Regions from separate parts of the Sus scrofa genome. Here region 2 is linked to region 1. Evidence: chromatin contacts called from public HiChIP or PLAC-seq data. All regions are on one chromosome and are shown on one strand. Each heading gives the region's core, a stretch centred on a gene start, on an enhancer-like site or on the middle of the called end of the contact. The rest is flanking DNA. Distances are from core to core; before and after follow the strand shown.

The links. HiChIP or PLAC-seq counts read pairs in DNA pulled down with a chosen protein or histone mark.
Region 2: an H3K27ac HiChIP or PLAC-seq map of alveolar macrophages shows a contact between it and region 1. The contact joins the promoter of EMC3 here to the promoter of MTMR14 in region 1. A contact is called at or near these places in 2 of 5 promoter capture datasets (fetal liver and liver) and 2 of 2 datasets of contacts at active chromatin or transcription factors (alveolar macrophages and skeletal muscle).

Annotation. Positions count from the first base shown.
Region 1 is chr13:65,943,009-65,950,673 of Sscrofa11.1, reverse strand. MTMR14 (myotubularin-related protein 14) reads right to left here and starts at 2,154. Exons shown (of 18, transcript XM_013981948.2): 1 at 1,848-2,154. The coding sequence starts at 2,003.
Region 2 is chr13:66,236,204-66,243,463 of Sscrofa11.1, reverse strand. EMC3 (ER membrane protein complex subunit 3) reads left to right here and starts at 1,501. Exons shown (of 8, transcript XM_003358517.4): 1 at 1,501-1,860. The coding sequence starts at 1,706. FANCD2 (Fanconi anemia group D2 protein) reads right to left here and starts at 1,513. Exons shown (of 44, transcript XM_021069313.1): 1 at 1,421-1,513.

The DNA.
Region 1 (7,665 bases), core at 905-3,404:
ACACATTGCTGGACCACAGGCCCTAAATGTGTAGTTCATGAACCCATATATGGTAGGCTTTAGGACAGACTCTTTCCCTCAATGCTTCAGGAAAATCTTGTAGCATTTGAAGAGAGGATTACAGATTCTTAAAGGGGTCCACAATCCATGAAATATTAAGAACTCCTGCCTAGGTTACTTTAAGTAGCACTAATCCATTATCTTCCTTTGCCCCGAAATTCTCCTTCATTCTCCAGCCAAAGACCAGTACCTAGAAGCTCAAGTTAGCATAATGAGTAAAAGCTGCAGACAAAGCTGTCTCCTTACACACAATTTGCTTATGAAATAGAAGAAACAGCACCCTTAAAATTGCTGTGGTTTTGCTCATCTCAGGGAAAGGCCCATTAGAAGAAAGACATAAGACCTGTAACATCCCAAGAAGCCTGCAAGAGATCATAAATTTAAGGCCAGCTAGAGTGAGAGTCAGGTGTAACTCTTTACAACCCTAATCTTCAGGGGTGTTTACAACGGAAGGGGGGCCCAGCAAAACCACTGACCCTCTACCCATCCAAAAGACCAATGGGGAAGGAAAAACTCAGTGGCTTAAACTAGCAATCCTCAAATTTCAAGGTTCATATCATTAACAAGCCTATTTAAAAAAATACAAATTCCAAGTTACCACTCTCAGAAATTCTAACTCAGTAGGACTGGATAGGACCAAAGAAACTTTTTTATCAAGCACCCCAGGAGTTCCTGTCGTGGCTCAGTGGTTAACGAATCCAACTAGGAGCCATGAGGTTGCGGGTTCGATCCCTGGTCTCACTCAGCGGATCTAGGATCCGATGTTGCCATGAGCTGTGGTGTAGGTTGTATATGCAGCTCGGATCTGGCGTTGCTATGGCTGCTGCGTAGGCCGTCTCCAATTAGACTCCTAGCCTGGGAACCTCCATATGCCACGGGTGCAGCCCTAGAAACGACAAAAAACAAACAAAAACCAACAAGCACCCCAGATGATGCTGAAGTGGGTAGTCCTCAGGCTAAGAGCTGAGAAATAGTCATCTGGACAGTGGAGGAAACTCATTGTTACTGAAGCCTTCCCTGGGTTACTCTAGAGACTAGCAGATGCCAACTGCTGTGTGTCCCATTATAGGTAACCCCTGGAGCCAAACCAGAGTTTCAAGACCCAGGATGAAAAAGAATCCCATTAGAAAACCTGATGCTAACCCCTCCAAAACCACGTGGGGAATGAAAGATGGCAGGGTCAGCAAGATTCCCTAGGATGGGAATGGCCTGATCAGACTGGAAGCCTTCCAGGTCTGGCCATAAGGAGACTGAAAAGAATCTCAAAGGCAGAAAAAAAAGAGGAACCAAGACTTGTTTTTCATAAAGGAACAGAGGAGTGTGGGCTCCCTTCATGCACAAAGGGAAAGGAAAGGGATGGTCCTAATTCTAAAGTCACTCTGAGACTGTATAAAGAATCAACACACTCCAGTTTAACTCTTGACTTCATTCTGCCCCACCCCTCCACGGAGCTGCAGAAATCCTCTAGATTTTTAATTCTAGACTTGGAGGCTTCTGTGCTAGTATCTTATGCAGGGGAACAACCCTCCTCAGCTCCTCCTCTCTAATCTCTGAATGGCCCCTCAGTTCGGATCCCTAGCCTCCAAATCCCTTGTCTCAAACCAAAACGTCGTCCTTCCTTGGCTCATTCTGATCCCAGCTCCTCCTTTTCGGTTTTTAAACCCGACCCTTGCTCTACAGGTCCAGATCCTGGCAATCTCCCTCTCTCCCTCCTTTCTCTGACCTGTCTCTCCTCAGTAGCTTCCCAAGCCAGGGACCCTCTGCTGCTCACCGTGCCTCCGACTCACCTTAGAGCCTCCCGTCCCGCTAAAATCCTTGGCCCGATACTGAGTCCGGGAGAACTCCTCCAGCAGCTCCCCGAGCCCCGGCTCCTGCGGCTGCGGGTTGCCCGAAGAAGCCGAAGACCCCGCCGAGGCAGCGGCGGCGGCCCGAGCGCCGGCCATGGCCCAGTCCCGTGTCCCCTTTAGCGCCAGAGGCCCCCTCACCACCGATCAGGACAGCCCATAGCAGCGGGAGGAACCTACTCCGGTCCGGAACCTCCCGAGCCGCCTCAGCCGCCGCCTTGCCTTTCCACTTCCGGCCCCGCCCCACCCTGCCGGATGTTTACTCCAGTTCTGGCCAATCGGAGCCCGAGATTAGCGCCCCGCCTCAAGATTATCGGCCCACCCCCTGACGCGGAGCTTTCCAAGTGGTCTCCAGGGAGCGGACCGCGGCCACTCGCAGAAACCTCGTGCTCCTCCCCACGGGGTTTCCCCCGGGGAAGCCGGACTAAACCATTGGGGCTGGGGGGGGGGAAATAGCGTGGTAACTGAGAGGAAGGAACCACCACGGGAAAGACTAGCGGAACAGTGGAATGAACCATTACAAGGAGAGGAGGAGGGAACTGTTGGAGGCAACTAATTAGTGTTGGCAACCCTAGTAAGTAAGAAAACAGCATTTTCTAAGGCACTTTGCTTTCACTGCTCCTCAAAATGTCCCTACGAATACAGTGCTGCAATGGCCAATCCATTTTATTGAAGAAGAAACGCGGGGGTTGGTGGGAATGACTGGCTTGAAATTATATGATGAAAAAGGCCCATATTACTGTTCTTTTTATCTAGTGCAATATTTCCAACACTCACGGAAAAGGAGAGAATAGTATAATGAACCCCCATGTATCCATTAGCTGGTTTCAACAATAATCAGCATATACCACCCTGTTGTTTAATCATCCTTTCCTCATCTAGTAGAATTATTTCAAAGCGCATCTCATTGTTTAACCTGAGAATACGTCAGTGATTTATCTCTAATAGATTAGTATTGTTAGAAAAATAATTAAGAAAGACAATTTAGGTGTTAAAGAAACTAATACTTCATGAAGCCTCCAGTGTTTGTCCTCAAGGGGCCAAAGAACTGCAAAATGGAGCTGGAGGCAGGAAACTTTTGTAGGATAAAGAATAAGGAAGTGAAAAATAAAAAATGATTAAAGAGCAAGGAAGTAAGTATAGAGCCTACAGTTGGCTTGGCGTTTGGGGATTGGCTGACTAGATATAGTATGTTACTGGTCAAGCAGAAGATTTACAAAAGTTATCTAAGTTTTGGTATGTTGCCATGGCAGCCTGGGCAGGAGTGGCACCATCTTTGGTCTAGAAATATATTTCAGCAGTTCCCCCTTTTATCATCCTATTGATCATCCAAGAAGTTTGGGGAAAAAAATCGGTATTCATTTTACTGTACAGCAGAAATGTTCACAACATTGTAAATCAACTATAATTCAATAAAACCTTTAAAAAAAGAAAAGAAATCAGTATTCAGTATTAACATGACCCTCAGTCACCACTGCCTCTTCTGATCTCAGTGTAGTATTCACAAAAAGTGATGTCAGGCTTGTATTCTTGGAGCTGGTTCCATTCTTTCTTTCACTTTTGTCATTGCACTTCAGAGAGAGACCATCTGTTGGCTGGTCAATGGCTGCCCATACACATTTAAAATTTTTGAGAGAACCCAGCTTATTAGGCTGACAATAATAATTACTAGCAACAAAACAACGTCCGTGATTTGGAGAGTACTCCTGAGCCAATGTCCCTATGTTTCAAATCAGCAAGAAAACTAGAGACATTCCCTTAAGCCAGTCAGTGTGTTCATGTATTTTGTGTAACTATTTACTAAAAGTATTTATCTACGGAACTTGTTCCAGAGAAATTGAGGCAGTGGAAATCAGGGAGAAGTTTTTGATTGGTAGAAAGAACTATAGGATCACCAGCATTAAAGCAAAGCCAACAGTTAATTTATCCTCCTTTGAAATGGGCAGAGATATGTGAACAGTTATCTTCCCAGGCCAGAGCAAGGCAAAAGATGGAGAAAAGAATCATAAAGACCTTCACAATGTAAGAATTGGGACAAGGATGGTCAGAGAAGGAAGGAGGAATGGAAGGAAATGTTCTTAACCTGATTTCTTGGGAGGAAGCGGTTGCACCTCAGTGTCCGCTACTTCTCTTTCTAGTCAATTTGATTTTGAGGTCCTTGTGTTTACATAGAACCAGACAGGTGGAGCCTTTTTCAAAATGTGTACCCAAGTTTTGACACCTTGTAATTTGGCAGTGGTGTTAGTGGTCAAGGGGCTCCTTTCTGGGAATCTCATTTTTGCAAAAGAATCAAATAAGACAATAATTGTCAGTAAATGACAAAAGATTTTAAAATGCTCACGGTTGGAGATCTGATGAGAATTCATTATGATCAAATTGACAAGGAAATTTGGTTATTTCTGTGACACCCAACATTTTAAAGATGTTAACTGGAATCATGACTGATGACATTACAATAAAACATATCAGATTTTTAGAACTTTTATATAGTTTCTGAAACACTTATGTTTGTTATAATATATCCATGGAAATGTAACCTAAAGTTAATCATCACTTTTTTTTTTTAGGGCCTCATCTGTGGCAAATGGGAGTTCCTAGGCTAGGGGTTGAATCAGAGCTGCAACTGCCGACCTACACTACAGCCATAGCAACACCGGATCCTTAACCTACCAAGGAAGGCTAGCGATCAAACCTGAATCTTCATGGATACTAGTCGGGTTCTTAACCCAGAGCCACAATGGGAACTCCCAGACATCACTTTTTATTTGACACTGTTTCCTATATAATTGAACATATCAAATAAGTCTAACTAGTGTAACATTTTTCTTTTTTTCCTATTCTTTTCTATTATAGTTTACTCCAGGATATTGACTATAGTTCCCTGTGTTCTATAGGAGGAACTTGTTGTTTATCCAACTTTATCTTTTTATAGGGAGAGAGAGCAAATATTCCAAGGGCCCTTTGGGAAGTCCCAAAGTTGGTTCTAGGTCAAAAAACTTCATATAGGAAGTTCCCTGGTGACACAGCGGGTTAAGGATCAAGTGTTGTCATTGCCGTGGCTTGGGCTCCATCCCTGGCCTGGGAAAAGAAACCAACAGTAACCAAGGGAACAGAACTATGGACATCAGCAGGTGGTGGTTCTGTGAACTGATCAAAAGAAGGCCTTAGGTGCACATGAACAAAAGCAGCAGTTTCCAAGTTTGGGTGGAACCAGCAGAAACCAGCAAATCAAGGTTGTAGGATAACCAAGGGCTAGGAACTGGTACTCTGTTAGTGCCTCCCATCAGTCTAGACTGATCTATTACCCTGAAAACCAACTAGATTAGGAGCTCAAATCAAAGAGGGGAGAGCTGGGATCTGAGAGGAACTGACCTACAGACATTGAAACAGAGAGAAAGACTGAACTCACAGGGTTCATTGGGTATTAATGCCTCCCTCAGATTCCATCACTGCCACTAAAACTGTTAAAAAATGAAATTCTGCTAAGTGCATTTTAAAGATCTTACTGGTTTTATTCAACCATCCATGAATTAGGCAGCATCCAGTCTAAATATAGAAAGGAGCTGCTCTGAGGAGGTGTACAAAAAGAAGGACTTTCATAGGCCGGGGGGAACAGGACAAGGAAGTTACACTAGCAGAAAATAGATTGGTTATGGCAAAGTCACCTTTCTCTAGGGGGTGGCAGAGGTCTATCAGGGAGATTACTTAACTGGTGCCAATCAGGTGATTCCTGATTGACTGGTTTAAGATTACCATTTCTGGAAGAGTTGAAATTGTAATTACGTTAAATCTTAGTTTGGTGCCAGGGATCTTAGCATAAGTGACTCCATTTTGGGCTCATTGTCTTGTTTTTAACAGTTCAAAATAATAATACTAAGATTATACTAATAATATGATTAGTGAATTCTATTTTGTTTGCTTCATAATTCTTTTTCTCCTTAAGATATATCCTACTAAAGATTTCCTTTTTTTGGCTATACCCATGGCATGCAAAAGTTCCTGGGCCAGGGATCGAACCTGTGTCAAAGCAGTAACCAGAGTCACAGCAGTGACAACACCAGATCCTTAACCTGCTAGGCCACCAGGGAATTCCCCGCTAAGGATTCCTCATTAAATATCCAATTTCTGAAGTTCCCACTGTGGCTCATCGGGCTAAGAACCAGACATACTGTCCATGAGGACGCAGGTTTGATCCCTGGCCTCACTCAGTGAGTTAAGGATCTGGCATTGCCACTGAGTCTGTTTGCTCACTGGTAAACAGGTATACCTCCTCTGCCTCAGAGAGGTGGTAGGATGAGATGTGACAGTGTATGTGAAGCCTTTATCGGGGTGTCTGAAACATAACATTATCCAGTATTTGGTGGCTGCCGAAGCTACGGACAAAGTACTCGTAATGCACAGCTTATGCTTGTATCACTGTGGATAACTGATAATGTTTTCATGTGGTAACTCATTTACTTTTTGGTTTAACTGACTTCATTTTGCTTTTGAGAAAATCAAGGCACAGAGAGGTAAAGTAAGTACCCACAGCTAAAGTAGCAGAACTCTGCATCCAGGCAGGCTGTCCTGAGCCCACATTTTTTCCATTGGCACCCACTTTGCAGCCTCAGGGCTAACTGAGGGGGGGACCTGGGCTGATTTCCTCAGCAAACATTCTCTAGGAATCTGGGACATGCCTTGTGTTGAGCGAGGATACGGGCAACGCTAAGACCCTCTTCTTCCTCTCAATGAGATTACTGTGGGAAGAACCTTGTGCCCTGTAGTTTTTGTTTGTTTGTTTACAGCCCCACTGGTGGCATATGGAAGTTCCCTGGGCCAGGGGTGAAACTGGAGCTGCAGCTTTGGCCTACACCATGGCCACACCAGTATTGATCCCAGCCACATATGTGACCTATGCCCTACCTTATGGCAACACCGGACTCTTTACCCACTGAGGCCAGGGATCAAACCTGCATCCTCAGAGAAACAAAGTCAGGTCCTTTCCCCCTGAGCCACAATGGGAACTCCCCATAGATCGTTAGTGCATGATGTACATGTGAAAACCAACTTTCTGTGAAATGTAGATGCTTGTATCAAACTGATTAGAGAGGTTATTTAAATTATAGATTCTGGGACAACTAATCAGAGCCCTGGGGGTCAGGCCCGAGAATCTGCACTTTTACCAGTCTCCCAGCAGGATTCTGATGCTGATGTTGGAGATCCAGTGCCCATTAACAACTCCCCCTGAGACTGCCTGATTCATCCAGCATTCAGTGGGCTAAACATAGTGCTCTTGTAGTAAAAAGAGCAAGCCAGGATTACTGGGATTTCTAGGCACAGGACTATGTCAAACATACCCAGAATCATCTGAATTTCAGTTATTTCAGCTCAAGTGGAAATGTGCTTTCTTCTGACAGGTGGTCATAATTCAGTTCACTTTTTATAGACCATTGTCTCTGTTGATGACTTTTCACTCAACCCAAACTCATTCTGAGTACCCAACTCACAACTCATTTTTCCAATTATTTTTCTCATCATGAAAACCCTTGTAAAGTTGGGTAGGCCACAGACTGCGAGCAAGATATTTAGGCCAGTGGTGGGGAAGTTTTACAGCAGCAACTTTTTTTATTTTTTTATTTTTTAGGACCGCACCCTTAGCACATGGAGGTTCCCAGGCTAGGGGTCAAATTGGAGCTGTACCTGCTGGCCTGTACCACAGCCACAGCAATGCAAGATCTAAGCGGTGTCTGCAGCCTGCACCACCACTCATGGCAACGCCAGA
Region 2 (7,260 bases), core at 252-2,751, 290 kb before region 1:
CTCTTTGAGAAAGTGATTTTGAAGCAGCACCCTGAAGTTGAAAGCTGAAATAAGAGATAGCCAGTAGAAGAGGTATGAGAAGAGTGGTCCAGGCAGAGAAAAACTCAACAGAGAAACAGGAAGGAGAATGTAGAGTCAGAAATGAGCCTGCAGAGGTAGAGGAGGGTCTGAACCACAGGGACTACTACTCTATTTTGCAAACCAGAACCTTCCTGTCTCAGTGTTTTTGGATAAGGTGTTCTTTCCAACTGAAATGCTCTTATCTGCCTGTAAATTACTCCACCTCCTTAAAGACTCAGTCAAAAGCCATCTTCCTTGAAGAGTGTTCCTCCTATTCCCAGGGAGTTTACCACTCCAGCTTCCCTGATCCACAGAGATGTGTGGGAGCCCTTACCGCCAGGCTCTTTGAGAGCAAGAACCTAGTGTCACTTATCTCGGTATCCCTTGACCCCAGCACAGCACCTGGCATTAAAAACTTCCAAGAATATTTGCTAAAGGAGAATGGCTGGCAGGAAGGTAACTACTAACAGCTAGCAAAAACTATTTTAAGTGCTTTATGTTTAATACTTCATTTATTCCTCATAAAACTTTTTTTTTTTTTTTTTTTTGGTCTTTTTGCCATTTCTTTGGGCCGCTTCCGCGGCATATGGAGGTTCCCAGGCTAGGGGTCAAATCGGAGCTGTAGCCCCTAGCCTACGCCAGAGCCACGGCAACGCAGGATCCGAGCCGCGTCTGCAACCTACACCACAGCTCACCGGCAACGCCGGATCCTTAACCCACTGAGCAAGGGCAGGGACCGAACCCGCCACCTCATGGTTCCTAGTCGGATTCGTTAACCACTGCGCCACGACGGGAACGCCATAAAACATTTTGAAGTAGATACCATTATTATTCTCACATTGAGTGGCAGAGCTGGGGTTCCAATTTAGCAATCCGGCTCCAGAATTTGACTCTTAACTACCAACTACACGTACTCTTGATTATAATAATGGCTTCCAATAAAAGTTAATATCCGCTACATACCAAGCACCATGCTAAGCGTATTCTTTATCCGTGGCCTCGTTTACTACTTATAAACACTACCAGCCATTCTGCAGACGGAAAAACTAAAGTAAGTCAGGCCGTCTGATTTCTGCGCACACATCTTTAACACGTGCTAACCCATCACGCTTCCAGAAAAGTCTGAAAGCCGAGGAGATAGGGCGGGCTGCCCGGACCAATTCGGTAAATCCCTCCTTATTTCGTCATTTTAACGACGCAGCAAGGTATCTGGGGGTGGGGGGTGGGTACTGGCACGCGACAAAGGAAGCTCAGGTTTGGGGCTCGAAGCCTCAGAGGGAAAAGCCGCGCTCGGCGGGGGCCTTGGGACCAGACCACAGGGCAAGGGACCTCGAGGGACAATGACCGCTGCTCCACTTACCCGCCAAGAAGTCACCGCCCTAGGCTTCGACTTTCCCGCCCCGCACGCCGCCACGCCAACGCCACCGGAGCGCGCCTGGCCGTTACGTCAAACTTCCGCGCCGGAAGTGGGCGGGCCAGTGGCCCGGCCTGGGGGAAGGGAGTGAGGGCCGAGGCTACCGTGGTGGGTCCCCCGCCAAGCTGGTTAAGGGGAGTGAGAAGGCCCGGAGACTAACTCGACGAGAAACCCCGCGCCCCGGGAAAAAGAAACCCGGCTACACCCGCAGGCCGCCGGCGCTCTGTGAAGATGGCGGGGCCTGAGCTACTGCTCGACTCCAACATCCGCCTCTGGGTGGTCCTGCCAATCGTTATTATCACCTTCTTCGTGGGCATGATCCGTCACTACGTGTCCATCCTGCTGCAGAGCGACAAGAAGCTCACCCAGGAACAAGTCTCTGACAGGTTAGCGCCCTCCCTTCTCCGGCGATCCTACTCTCCTATGACCTTGGGCAAGAAAATGTAGGGGTTATGTTAGTTTGCCGGGGTTTCTCATCGCCCCCCCCCACTACCTCAGTGTTCTTTGGCTGTGTGTTTCACTTTCCTCATCTGCAAAAAGAGGATGATAACAGGACATGCCCCATAGAGCAGGCGTGGGGATTAAATTTTAGATGATGTCTATGGAGACTTTATCATAGACTTGGGGCATGGTAGTTGTTCAATAAAATGTTGCTCTTAATATTATTAGGCTAGTGGCCAACCCTCGGTGGTCTTATCTATGAACTCTTAATCAAAAAGATAGGTGTGATTATACTTCTTTTACCAAACTACTGTGGTGGTCAGCTTTCCAAGTGCTTTGCAAATGTAAAACTGTCATAGAGATGTGAGGAGATGTAATTAATCATTTCCCTTCCTGGAGTGGAGACAACATCTTCCTCATGTGCTTCATGACTGTATCTACCTGTGTCAAGAAGTAATTTGAGAGAATTTAGGTGATATCCAGACATGTGTCCACTCCATATCAAATTAAAAAATTTTTCAGTTAATCGTTCTGATTATTTTGAGACCAACTCAGGCGAATGCTACCATGTCTTTAACACTTTCCTATCACATATTAATCACATTTTAACAAAGAGCAAGCCTTAGGTTCAGAACTTTGCCCAGGTAACAATATCTAGCTGAAAGTTAATAATGTTCTTTTGTTTTTATTGCAGTTATGTTAACATTTATTTTCTATGTGTGGCAAACAATACTGGTGTTAAGCCATGTTGCTGGTAATTGAAAGACTTCTAAAACTTATATAAGTAGGAAAAGTTGATATATAAAAAAATATTAAGTTTTTAGTAGTACAACTGCTTGGTAAATAAGACAAAAACCATAATCATGGAATGGGAATAACTGAAGTTTGGAAAGCACTGCTTTATCATTTTCAGTTGTGCCTCCCAATTCAGTTGAGAATAATCATAAACCAGTACTTATTAAACACTTATTTTCTGCTAGGCATTATGCTAAGCACTTATATTCATTAACATTTAAAATTCAGAGCAGTTCTGTGAGGTAGATGCTATTCAGTTTTAATAGAAACTGAGGCTTAAGAGGATCCAAAGTCACACATGGTGACATTCAGGACTTGAAGCCAAGTTTTTTGGTTCCCATGTCTGGAGCTCTTTCCCCTGTACCACAGCAGCTACTTCAGTTATTTTTCTGTGGCATCAGTTTCAGAACTGATCAGAACTAACCTCCTGGAGATAATCTTAAGAAGTCAGTTCACCACAGAAAGGAAGGCTATAGAAAGATATAAAATGACTGGAGTTCAGACATTCAGCATTGTTTAATTACTGACACCAATAACTGTTTTCCTTTTATCCCCACAGTAACACTAAGATAATCCTGAATCCCCTGAAGAAAAGGAAGCCCAGAGAGGTTAAGTGGCCTCCCCAAAGTAACCAAAATAGTAAAATACTGTGCCTGTAATTAAATCCATATGAGACTCACTTCCAAATTAAATTCTCTTGCCCACAATAACTGCTGTCACAGATTTTTCTGCCATAATTTTCTGCTCTGGGTTCACCATGTGATTTCAGAGTGATGTTTCTGAATGATATCAGACTCAAAGCTCCTTTTTCTAACTCAAAATGAAATTCACAGTTGGTACAATCTACACACAAGGTGGGAGTTTTTTGTTTTTTGCTTTTTGAGGCCACACCCACAGCATATGCAAGTTCCCAGGCTAGAGGTCTAATTGGAGTTAGAGCTGCCGGCCTACACCACAGCCACAGCAATGCCAGATCCAAGCTGTGTCTGCGACCTACACCACAGCTCATGGCAACACTGGATCCTTAACCCACTGAGCGATGCCAGGGATCCAACCCACAACCTCATGGTTCCTAGTCGAATTCATTTCGCTGCACCACGATGGGAACTCCATGTTTGTTTGTTTTTAAAGGCAATGTGCCCTAGTTGTAACAATCAAGAGAAAAGGAAAATATATAAGTGCTTAAGCACAACAGCCCTAGAAGATATGATGCAGAAGTCAGATGCATCATAAAATCACCATAATTGGGGTGGAGCAACAGGATTTTGGAAGCACTGGGATGTGGGTTTGTTCTCCAGGCCAGCACAGTGGGTTAAGGATCCAGTGTTGCCGCAGCTGTGGTTTGGTTCGAGGCTGTGGCTCAGATCTGATCCCTGGCCTGGGAACTCACATGCCATGGGGTGACCAAAAAAAAAAAAAAAAAAAATCGCCATAATTGGGGAGTTCCTATTGTGGCTCAGCAGGTTAAGAACCTGACATAGTGGCAGAGGATGCAAGTTTGATCCCTGGCCTTGCTCAGTGGGTTCAGGATCCAGCATTGCCACAAGCTACAGCCTAGGTAACAGGTGCAGCTCAGATCCCAAGTTGCTGTGGCTGTGGCTTAGGCTGGGCAGCTGCAGCTCCGACTTGACCCCTAGCCTGGGAACTCCCATATGCCGCAAGTGCAGCCCCAAAAAAATAAAATCACCATAATCAAAACATGTTCCATTATAGAAGTGTTCGCTTCTTAGATATCACAGAAGTTATGGCTTGGATGTGATTTCCCTAAATGGTAAACTATGCTTGATAAAGTTCTAAACAAACCAAAGTGCAGTTTTCCTTATATTTACTTGGTGGTTACATCCCTGAAAGTTAAGTATATATAAAAGTCACCCCCACACACACAAAAAATGGATATTAGGTTTGAGGCTTGGATAATTAAAAACAATTCAAGAATTCCCTGGAGGCCTAGTAGGTTAAGGATCTAACATTGCCACTGCTGTGGCATGGTTTCAGCCCTTGGCCCCAGGAGCTTCTGCAAGCACAGCAACCCCCCCCCCCGCCCCCGCAAAAAAAGAAGAAGCAATTCACAGGGATATTCAAAAGATATGGGACAGTTATTCATGTTACACAACTGTCTCCAGCATCGAGGGATACTTAGCATCCTTTCCCTTAACAAATGTCAGTTTTAACCACGCCACCATTTTAACAATCACAAAATTTCCACAGGAATTCCCTCAAGGCGAAGCAGTTAAGGATCTGGTGTTGTCACTGCAGTGGCTTGGTCATTGCCATGACATGGGTTCAATTCCTGGCCCAGGAATTTCCATATGCCACAGGCGTGGCCGTAATTTTTTAAAAAAATCCATTTTGACTATTTTTAAGCATACAATTCAGTGGCATTAAGTACATTCACATTGCTGTGCAGCTGTCACCACCATCCACTTCCATAATATCTTCCTCATCCCTAGCAGAAACTCTGAACCTATTAAATAATAATTTCTCATATCCTTCTCCCCCCAGCCCCTGGGGCCCACCATTCTACTATCTCCAGGATTTGCCTGCTTTAGGTACTTCATGTAAATGAAATCATACAGTATGTCATTTTGTGTCTGGCTCATTTCATTTAGTATAATGTTTTCAAGGTTCATCCGTGTTGTTGCAAATAGCAGGATTTCCTTCTTTTTCAAGGATAAATAATATTCTGGTGTGTGTGTGTGTACACATACATCACGTAATTTTTAATCCTTTCATGGTGGAATTGCACTTGTCTTCAAAATACTGATTTCATTTACTGTAGATATATATCCAGAGTGGAATTGCTAAATCATATTTTTATATGATTCTATGCTATTTTTAATTTAGAAGAACCTCCATACTGTTTTGCATAAAGGTTGTACCACTTTACTCCCATGAACACGGGTTTCCTTTCCTTCCCCTTTCACTCTTAAGATAAAGACTACAAGTTTCTTGAGTTCCTTGGTAGCCTAGCAGTTGAATATCTGGTGTTGTCACTGCTGTGGCTTTTGTTAGAGCTGTAGTATGGGTTTGATCCCTGGCTCCAGAGCTGCATGCCTCAGGCACGGCCAAAAATAAATAAATAAAATAAAATACAGTGGAACTCTTAAAAAGGGAGGAAATCATGTCACATGGTACAACACAGATGAGCCTTAAGGATATTATGCTAAGTAAAATAAACCAGACACAAAAAGGTAATAACTGTAAGATTCCACTTATATGAAGTATCTAAACTAGCCAAATTCATAGAAACACAAAGTAGAATGGTGGTTACCAGGGGCTAGGAGAGGTGGAAGGGGGAGTTATTGTGCACTAGGAACAGAGTTTCAGGTTTGCAGGATGAAAGAGTTCTGGAAATCTGTTTCAAAACAGTGTGAATATACTTAACACTACTGAACTGTGTGTTTAAATGTGGTTAGGATGCTAAATGTGGGAGTTCCCATTGTGGTGCAATGGAAACGAATCCATCTGGTAACCATGAGGTTGCAGGTTCGATCTCTGGCCTTGCTCAGTGGGTTAAGGATCCTGTGTTGCTGTGGCTGTGGTGTAGGTTGCAGACACAGCTTGGATCCCACGTTGCTGTGGCTCTGGCGTAGGCTGGTGTCTACAGCTCCGATTTGACCCCTAGCTTGGGAATCTCCATATACCTCGGGAGCAGCCCTAGAAAGGCAAAAAGACAAAAAAAAAAGGGGGGGGGGACTCACAGGGACTTGCACAGTCTGGCTTTTGCCATCCTCTCAAGCCTTGTTTTCACATTTCTGTAGTTCTCTTTCTTCCAGCCATATGGCCTTTTCTCTGGGCTCAGACATAGGGTTTACTTCTGCCTCAGGGCTTTTGCACACATGCTGTTCCCGCCAGCACCTTGCTAAGGTAATCTCTCCTTATCTTTAAGATTTCAATTTAATCATACCTCCGGAGCAAAGCTTTCCCCAAGACTTCTATTTCCTAGACTCAGTCACATCCCGCTGTTACATACTCATATCATCCATCTCCTTCCCAGGACATAACAGATGAATTTCACTCTTATTCTTGTCGTTATTATCTTTCCCCCTACTAGAATTTATCCTTTCATGAGATACTTGCTTTTTTGTTTGTTTGTTTGTTTGTTTGTTTTTGCTATTTCTTTTTGGGCCGCTCCCGCGGCATATGGAGGTTCCCAGGCTAGGGGTCTATTGGAGCTGTAGCCCGGGGCCTACGCCAGAGCCACAGCAACGCCAGATCCGAGCCGCATCTGCAACCTACACCACAGCTCACGGCAACGCCGGATCCTTAACCCACTGAGCAAGGGCAGGGACCGAACCCGCAACCTCATGGTTCCTAGTCGGATTCGTCAACCACTGCGCCATGACGGGAACTCCGATACTTGCTTTTTGATCACCACTGTTTGTGTCACCTAACGTGGCTCTCAGAAGCTCATAAAGTATTTATTTAATGAGAATAAATGTGTTATCATACACAGCATGAACGGAAGCATAGGGAATTTAAATGACTCGCGCAAGATCGCATAACTGACAAGTGGCAGAGCCAGAATCTGAACCAATCTGTCCAACTCC